Linked DNA regions of Nomascus leucogenys: region 2 is linked to region 1. Evidence: chromatin contacts called from public Hi-C data. All regions are on one chromosome and are shown on one strand. Each heading gives the region's core, a stretch centred on a gene start, on an enhancer-like site or on the middle of the called end of the contact. The rest is flanking DNA. Distances are from core to core; before and after follow the strand shown. Region 1 overlaps FGD2 (FYVE, RhoGEF and PH domain-containing protein 2). Region 2 has its middle 38 kb from the start of PIM1.

Region 1 (3,649 bases), core at 656-3,155:
GGGGTTTCACCATGTTGGCCAGGCTGTTCTCAAACTCCTGGCCTCAGATGATCCGCTCACCTCGGCCTCCCAAAGTGCTACAGGTGTACCAAGGATTACAGGTGTGAGCCACTGCAACCAGCCAATACAATATTACTATCTAGATATGCTGCATCATCAAATTTCTCCCAATGTTCCCAAGAGCAACCTTGATAGCTTTATTTTACCCCAGAAAGAATCCAAGCAAGGATCATACATTTAATTTAGTTGTCAGAATATTTTCTATCTTAAGCTGGAAGGCAGCTACATGGGTGTTGTTATTCTTTGTGCCTCTTTGTATTTCACTATTTTAAGTAATTTTTAAAGAACTACTTTCAGTCACAAGCGTGAATCAATTCAACTCTTATTTACAGATGTGAATCACCAGGAACAGTAGCCAATCCCCATATCCTTTCTACCTGGCTTTGGGATGTAACTCATCACTGACATCAGAAGGCAGGTGTGTTCCCAGGTCCTAGAAACTGACTCTGTCCTGATTTCAGTTGAACACATTTTGGGGACACCTCCCTGACTGGCCCCAACCTGTCCAGCTAGACTCCTCCAGTCCTCTGGAGGTCATCAAAGACTGAGGTTGCAAAGGGCTTCTCTGTTTGCAGAGTAAACAGAGGGGGTTGTGATGTCAACAGAGAACAGCTCAAGTACAGCAGGTGCTTAAAAAGCAAAGCGAGATCTGCCTCAGATAACTGGGCCTGGGTTGATAAGAGGAGGAACTGGAGTGGACGCAGTTCCCTCCTCAGGAAGCTGGTAGCTCACCTGCACTGGATGTGCTGCCTGAGCTATGGAGGAGGGGGAAAGAAAAAGAGAAGGAGAGGGAAGGGAAAGAATGTTTTTTGGTCGAATCCTCACTGCCACACTGGAGGTAGGTTTCGTGATCCCCATGGTGGAATTAAGGAAACTGAGGCCTGAACCAGTAGGCAGAGTTAGCAACAGAATCCATCAGGTGCCAGGGTGCTGAGGGCTTGCAGAGAAGAGAGGACAGTTAGCCGGAGCAGGTAGAGAAGAGAGGATGACAGGGGTGGGTGAGTGCAGAGTGGGCATGGGCCTGGTGAGGTCCATGCCTCAGGTGGGGCAAGGCCTGAGGGGTACAGGGCTGGATGCCCCTCCCCTGGAACTGGGGACCATTTCCTAGCTCTGGGTCTCAGGGTTGTGGAAAATGATGATAAGGACGCAGGTAAATTCATAGGATCAGCTTCAGGGGTGCCTTCAGTAAGTAATTTAACCTCAATGGGTCTCATTTTCCCATCTAAAAAATGGGAAATAGCAGCCCCCTGAGGTGTGCTGTGAGAGCCAGATGAGGTAATAACACACGCACCTGGCTCAGAGCTAGTGCCCAATGCCACTGGGCTGCATTGGTTGAAGCCAGCAGATTTGGCCAGGATGGGAACAGCAGGACCTGAGCTGGGAGGGTAGAGGCCCAGGTAGGGCAGGTAGAGGCCTAAATGGGACAGGTAGAGGCCTGGGTGACACAGGTGGAAGCCAAGGTGGGACAGGTGGAGACAGATGGAGGCCGAGGTGGGGCAGGTGGAGGCCGAGGTGGGACAGGCGGAGGCCTAGGTAGGAAAGGTAGAGGCCTGGGTGACACAGGTGGAGGCCTCGGTGGGACAGATGTAGGTGACACAGGTGGAGGCCTGGGTGGGGCAGGTGGAGGCAGTGGTACTGGCAGGAGTACTCACATAGCCACAGGCCCGGCAGTGGTGGCGACGGCGCGTCAGGGCGTTGAAGGGCTCCTGGCAGCGCATGCACATGGTCACCATCTTGTCCCGGACCCACTGCGGTGCTCGGAGGCCCAGCTCCTCAGACTGCAGCTGTGGGTTAAGGGGAGTTGGGCAGAAATGGGGCCTTGGTGACCCTCTTCCGCCCATCCTCCCAGGGCCTGGCGCCCTGTGCCCACCTGCTCTGGCAGGGATTCTGTGTGTTGGGCTTCCCTGGGGCTTCTACAGGAAGCTGACTGACCTGATGGAGACCTTATGATAGGTTAGTTACCATTATTCCTATTGTATAAGTGAGAAAACTGAGGCCCAGAGAGGTCAAATGACTCAGCAGTCACCCAGCAAGCCAGAGTTCAGCTCAAATCTGAACTCAAACCACAGATATCCTCCCCAGCCCCCACCCCACTCGCCTTCCATCTTCCCTGAGACTTTAGATTTCTCAGATACTCTCAGACCCAAAGTCCTACTGGCCCTGCAGCTGGAGCTGCAGAGACGTGAAACCCTTCCCCAAGACAGCTGTGCAGACAGGCTCTCAAAGGAAGCTTTGCTAAAGGGGAATGCTCAGGCACTGAGTCAGGGGATGCACTGGGAGGGCTTCCCCTGGTCCCTTCAGTCTCTCCTGGCAGATGACACTCCCTCTCCCTCCGAGCTGGTATAGGCAGAACAGAGAGGGAACAAGCTCTGTTTGGGTTGGTGGCTCCAGCAAGGGATGAAAAAGGCTTCATTTACCTCCTGCTCCTGGGTGTCTCCCTCAGGCCCCTGGGCCGCAGCCTTGAAGGTTTCATTCCGCTTCTCGATTTGGTCAATGGCTGCTTGGAAGGCCTGGGGTGCAGGGAGGGGGAGGGTCAGGGCTTGAGGTGTGGAAGGGAGGGGTTGCTCCTCTGTCCATCCTTCCGCGCATGCAACAGACAGGGCTGAAAGCCCACTGGGTACCAGGCGCTGGATTCTACACACACGCGGGCTGCCTTATCGAAGGAGAAACTACCAGCCCCAGGTTACAGTTGTAAAAACTGAGGCTCAGAGAGGGTAAGTGACTGGCCCTGGACTGCCCAGCTAGGCAATGAGAAGCAGCAAGATAGGAACCCAGATCGGTCTCCAAACTACCACGGAGCAGCTCCTGAGGAAGAGCAGGGAGCAGCTGGGCACACGCAGGTGTGGGAGCGTGCACACACACACATGCACGCACACACACGCACGCACACACACAGACACATACACACAAGCACGTACATACACATGCATACACGCAAACACACGCACATACACACAAACACATGCACACACATGCATGCACACAAACACACATATACACACATACATGTACACACACATGCATGCACACAAACACACAGACACAGATATGCACACACAGATGCACACACATGCATACACACATGCACACACACACACACACACATGCATACACATACCACTCCCTCCCCTTCAGCCCAAATAGGCTAGGGAGAATCCCAGGAGCTTCATCAAGATAGCCCATTACCGTGAAAGAAAAAAAAAAAAAGAAAGAAAGAAAGGAAAAAGACTCCCGGAAGCCTCGGAGCGTTCCCCTACCTGCATCCAGGAAATCATTTCCTCCTGCGACCTGCTCGGAAAGTGAACGCAGGTGTTGAGGAGATCAGCCCCTCCCAGTTTTCCCGCCTGGCCCTGGGCCGCCACCCCAGCTCCTTTACCGGGCTTGCAGCTCCAGGGTGCGCTGCTTCCCAGACACCAGGAAGGAGTGGGGGAACTCAGCATCCATCAGCTCCCGCACCTGCCAAGAGGAGGGAGGCAACCAGTTCAGACTCGTCATAGCCCGGGTCCCAGGCACAGCACTGCGGAGGGGACGGACGTGGATTGTGCCCAAGGGACAATTCAAATTTGAGAGACAGGGATGCAGAGCTTGT
Region 2 (3,874 bases), core at 817-3,316, 180 kb before region 1:
ACATTCATCACCTCTTCTTAGATGTGGGCAGGCCCCAGTGATCCTCTTCTAGCAAAGAGAACATAGCAAAAGCGATGGGGTGTCCTTTCCAAGGTTAGGTTACAGAAAGACAATGACGTCACTGCTGCCCGCTCTGTGAAGGAAGCTGGCTATCATGTTGAAAGTATCTTTATGGAAAGGCTCACACTGCCAGGAGCAGAGGTCGCTAACCAAGAGCCCGTGAGGAACGGAATCCTATCAACAGCCCCATGAGGGAGCTTGGAAGCAGATCCTCCCCTACACAACTCTTTTTTTTTTTTTTTTTAATACAATATGGGGGGGGTCTCCCTATGTTGCCCAGGCTGGTCTTGAACTCCTGGCCTCAGGCTATCCTCCCACCTTGGCTTCCCAGAATGCTGAGATTATAGGCATGAGCCACCATACCCAGTCAGGATACGTTTTGGGGTGGTTATTGTTGTAGAGACATTTTTGTAGAGATGTGACATGTACTAGTTATCTATTACTGCATAACAAATTACCCCCAAATTAGCAGCTTAAGACAGCACATTGATTGTGTCTTAGTTTCTGCGGTCAGGAGTCCAGACACAGCTCACCTGGTTCTGATTCAGATTCTCTCAGGCTCTCACTCAGGATGTCTCTACTTCTATTTGCTTTTTAGAGACAGGGTTGCACTCTGTCACCCAGGCTGGAGTGCAGTGGTGCAATCATAGCTCACTGCAGCCTTGAACTTCTGGGCTCAAGCGATCCTCCCACCTCAGCCTCCTGAGTAGCTGGGAATACAGGTGTGCCACTGCATCCAACTAATGTAAAAAAAAACTTTTTTAATTTTCTTAAAATGTGGGAGTGTAGCCGGGCATGGTGGCTCACGCCTGTAATCCCAGCACTTTGGGAGGCTGAGGCAGGCGGATCACCTGAGGTCAGGAGTTCAAGACCAGTCTGGCCAACATGGTGAAACCCCCTCTCTACTAAAAATATAAAAATTAACCAGGCATGGTAGCAGGTGCCTGTAATCCCAGTTACTCAGGAGGCTGAGGCAGGAGAATTGCTTGAACCTGGGAGGTGGAAGTTGCAGTGAGCTGAAATCGCGCCACTACACCGCAGCCTGGGCAGCAAGAGCAAAACTCCATCTTAAATAAATAAATAAAAATTGGGGAGTGTATCCCAATCAACACTCCTGATTTTCTCCTGTATACCTTGCCCTAACCCCCAGTCTTTGCCACCTCTACCCTTCCATTGCTCAAGTTAAAGACCCAGCAGGCATCCTTGGGTCCTCTCTTTCTCTCAGCCTGTATCTAACTCCTCAACACTCCCCATCAGCCCACCCTTCAATATAGATCCATATCCAACCACTTCATATCACCTCCCCTGCCGCCTCCCTGGCCCAGGCCATCACCATCTCCTGCCCAGGCGGTTGCAGTAGCAGTTGCTGACGGGCCTCCCCCGTGCCACTGTGTTCCCTTTACAGTCAGTTCTCCGCCCAGCCACCAGAGGGCTCCTGTTGAAACCTGAGTCAGATCAAGTCCCTCCTCTACTCCCTCCTCACCTGCCAGGGCTCCCCACCACACTCAGGGTAGAAATTCCAAGTCTTGGCCGGGCGCGGTGGCTCACGCTTGTAATCCCAGCACTTTGGGAGGGCGAGGCGGGCGGATCACGAGGTCAGGAGATCGAGACCACGGTGAAACCCCGTCTCTACTAAAAAATACAAAAAATTAGCCAGGCGTGCTGGCGGGCGCCTGTGGTCCCAGCTACTCGGAGAGGCTGAGGCAGGAGAATGGCGTGAGCCCGGGAGGCGGAGCTCGCAGTGAGCCGAGATTGCGCCACTGCACTCCAGCCTGGGCGACAGAGCGAGACTCCGTCTCAAAAAAAAAAAAAAAAAAAAAAAAAAGAAATTCCAAGTCTTTACCACGGCATGCCAGCTGCTAAATAACCCAGTCCCCTGTCACCCTCTGATCTGCCTTCTAACCACTTTGTCCACCCCGCCTCCCTCTGCGGCAGCCACGCTGTCTTCCTTTCCTTTCGGTCCCCATAACGCAGCCAGCACACTCCAGCCTCAGGGCCTTTGCACTCACTGTGCCTTCCGCCTCTAATATTCTTACTCCAGCTATTCACCAGCTTCCTCTCTTGCTCAAAAGGCATCAGAGAGGCCTTCCCTACCAACGGGTGTGAAACAGCCCCTCCCTACCCCATCCCATGTGTCTCTTTCCCACTTACTCTGCTACACTTCTTCATAACATGTAGTATCACCTGACTTTATATAGTTGCCTCTCCCACCACCCCCCAAAAATGTGAGCACCATATTTACTTCACCGTTGTTTTCCCAACACCTAGTTCAATGCCCAGCATGTAGCAGGTGCTTGATAAAGATTTGTGGGATGAAGGGACATAGACTCTCAGTTTTGGTTTTGTTTTGGAGACAGAGTCTCTGTCACCCAGGCTGAAGTGCAGTGGCACCATTGTGGCTCAGTGCAACCTCCGCCTCCTGAGTTCAAGCGATTCTCCTACCTCATCCTCCTGAGTAGCTGGGACTACAGGTGCCCACCACCACTCCGGGCTAATTTTTGTATTTTTAGTAGAGATGGGGTTTCACCATGTTGGCCAGGCTGGTCTCGAACTCCTGACCTCAGGTGATCTGCCTGCCTCGGGCTCCCAAAGTGTTGAGGTTACAGGCATGAGTCGCCACGCCCGGCCTATGAGGGGCAAATTATTACTGTTCTTTCAGCCTCCTGTTCCTACTCCTTTCTTCTCTCATTCAATTCTGTAGTCTCTGGTGAAGAATCTAGACACAGGTAGGAAAATACCACAAAGGATATTATTTCAGCCCCTTATTCTTTTCCTCCTTTCCCAGTCCTGTTCCCTTGCACCAACTGCTGCCACTAGAAGCACCACTTCATCTGCCAGCTCCATCTCACCAAGTGGAAAACAAGTCTTTCTAACAGTGCAGGTGTCCCTGGGAAGAGCAACACTCTTAAGAGTTGTCACCCACCCTTGACACTTTCAGTCCGTGAAGATTCCCCAGCCTTCCGTCCTACTTTTCTTCATACAGTTTATTACTGTGTTGCAGACCCTGAATTAGGAATTGAGGAATACCTGTGGGAGCAAGACACAGTCCACATTCCAAGGGGCTCCCAGCCTAGTGAGGGGCCAAGCCACCTAGGCCGTTTGGACCCAGGATGATAGGTGCTGGAGGAAGCACTGGGGACCACAGAAGGGGACCTTGGAGGTGGAGAGTCAGGGAAGTCTTCCTGGAGGAGAAAAGCTCTAAGCCGAGTCCTGGAAGATAGTATGATTTAGCCCTTAGAAGTCTGGGTGCAGTGGCTCACGCCTGTAATCCTAGCACTTTGGGAAGCTGAGGCAGGAGGATGGCTTGAGCCCAGGGGTTCAAGACCAGCCTGGGCAATATAGTAAGACTTCATCTCTACAAAAAATTTAAAAATTAGGCCGGGCACGGTGGCTCATGCCACGCCTGTAATCCCAGCACTTTGAGTTCGGGCAGATCATTTGAGTTCAGGAGTTTGAGACCAACGTGGCCAACATGTCAAAACCCCGTCTCTACCAAAAAATACAAAAATTAGCTGGGCATGGTGCTGGGTGCCTGTAGCCCCAGCTACTCAGGAGCCTGAGGCAGGAAAATCGCTGGAACCCGGGAGGTGGAGGTTGCAGTGAGCCGAGATCACTCCACTGCACTCCAGCCTGGGTGACAGGGCAAGACTTTGTCTCAAAAAAATAAAAATTAAAATTAAAATTAGCCAAACATGGTTTGGCTGGTGGTGCGTGCCTATATCCCAACTACTTGGAAGTCTGAAGTGGGCGGATCACTTGAGCCTGGGAGGCAGAGGTTGCATTGAGCCAAGATTGTGCCACTGCACTCCGCCTG

What was found. A called contact is a pair of places that touch in the nucleus more often than the background predicts.
Region 2: a contact with region 1 is called in a Hi-C map of a lymphoblastoid cell line, with 8 times the contacts expected there. The contact joins two enhancer-like sites. A contact is called at or near these places in 4 of 4 Hi-C or Micro-C datasets (a lymphoblastoid cell line and an unstated tissue).

Annotation. Positions count from the first base shown.
Region 1 is chr17:665,412-669,060 of Asia_NLE_v1, reverse strand. It overlaps FGD2 (FYVE, RhoGEF and PH domain-containing protein 2), which reads right to left. Exons shown (of 16, transcript XM_030796963.1): 10 at 3,437-3,516; 11 at 3,318-3,348; 12 at 2,478-2,570; 13 at 1,713-1,844. Among named protein-coding and RNA genes, the nearest start is that of FGD2, 17 kb to the right of the region's middle. Within about 2 kb of position 1,905, the one cell type or tissue checked has an H3K27ac peak away from gene starts, as active enhancers do. A contact at or near this core is called in a lymphoblastoid cell line, where this site is marked.
Region 2 is chr17:845,758-849,631 of Asia_NLE_v1, reverse strand. No RefSeq gene overlaps it. Among named protein-coding and RNA genes, the nearest start is that of PIM1, 38 kb to the right of the region's middle. Within about 2 kb of position 2,066, the one cell type or tissue checked has an H3K27ac peak away from gene starts, as active enhancers do. A contact at or near this core is called in a lymphoblastoid cell line, where this site is marked.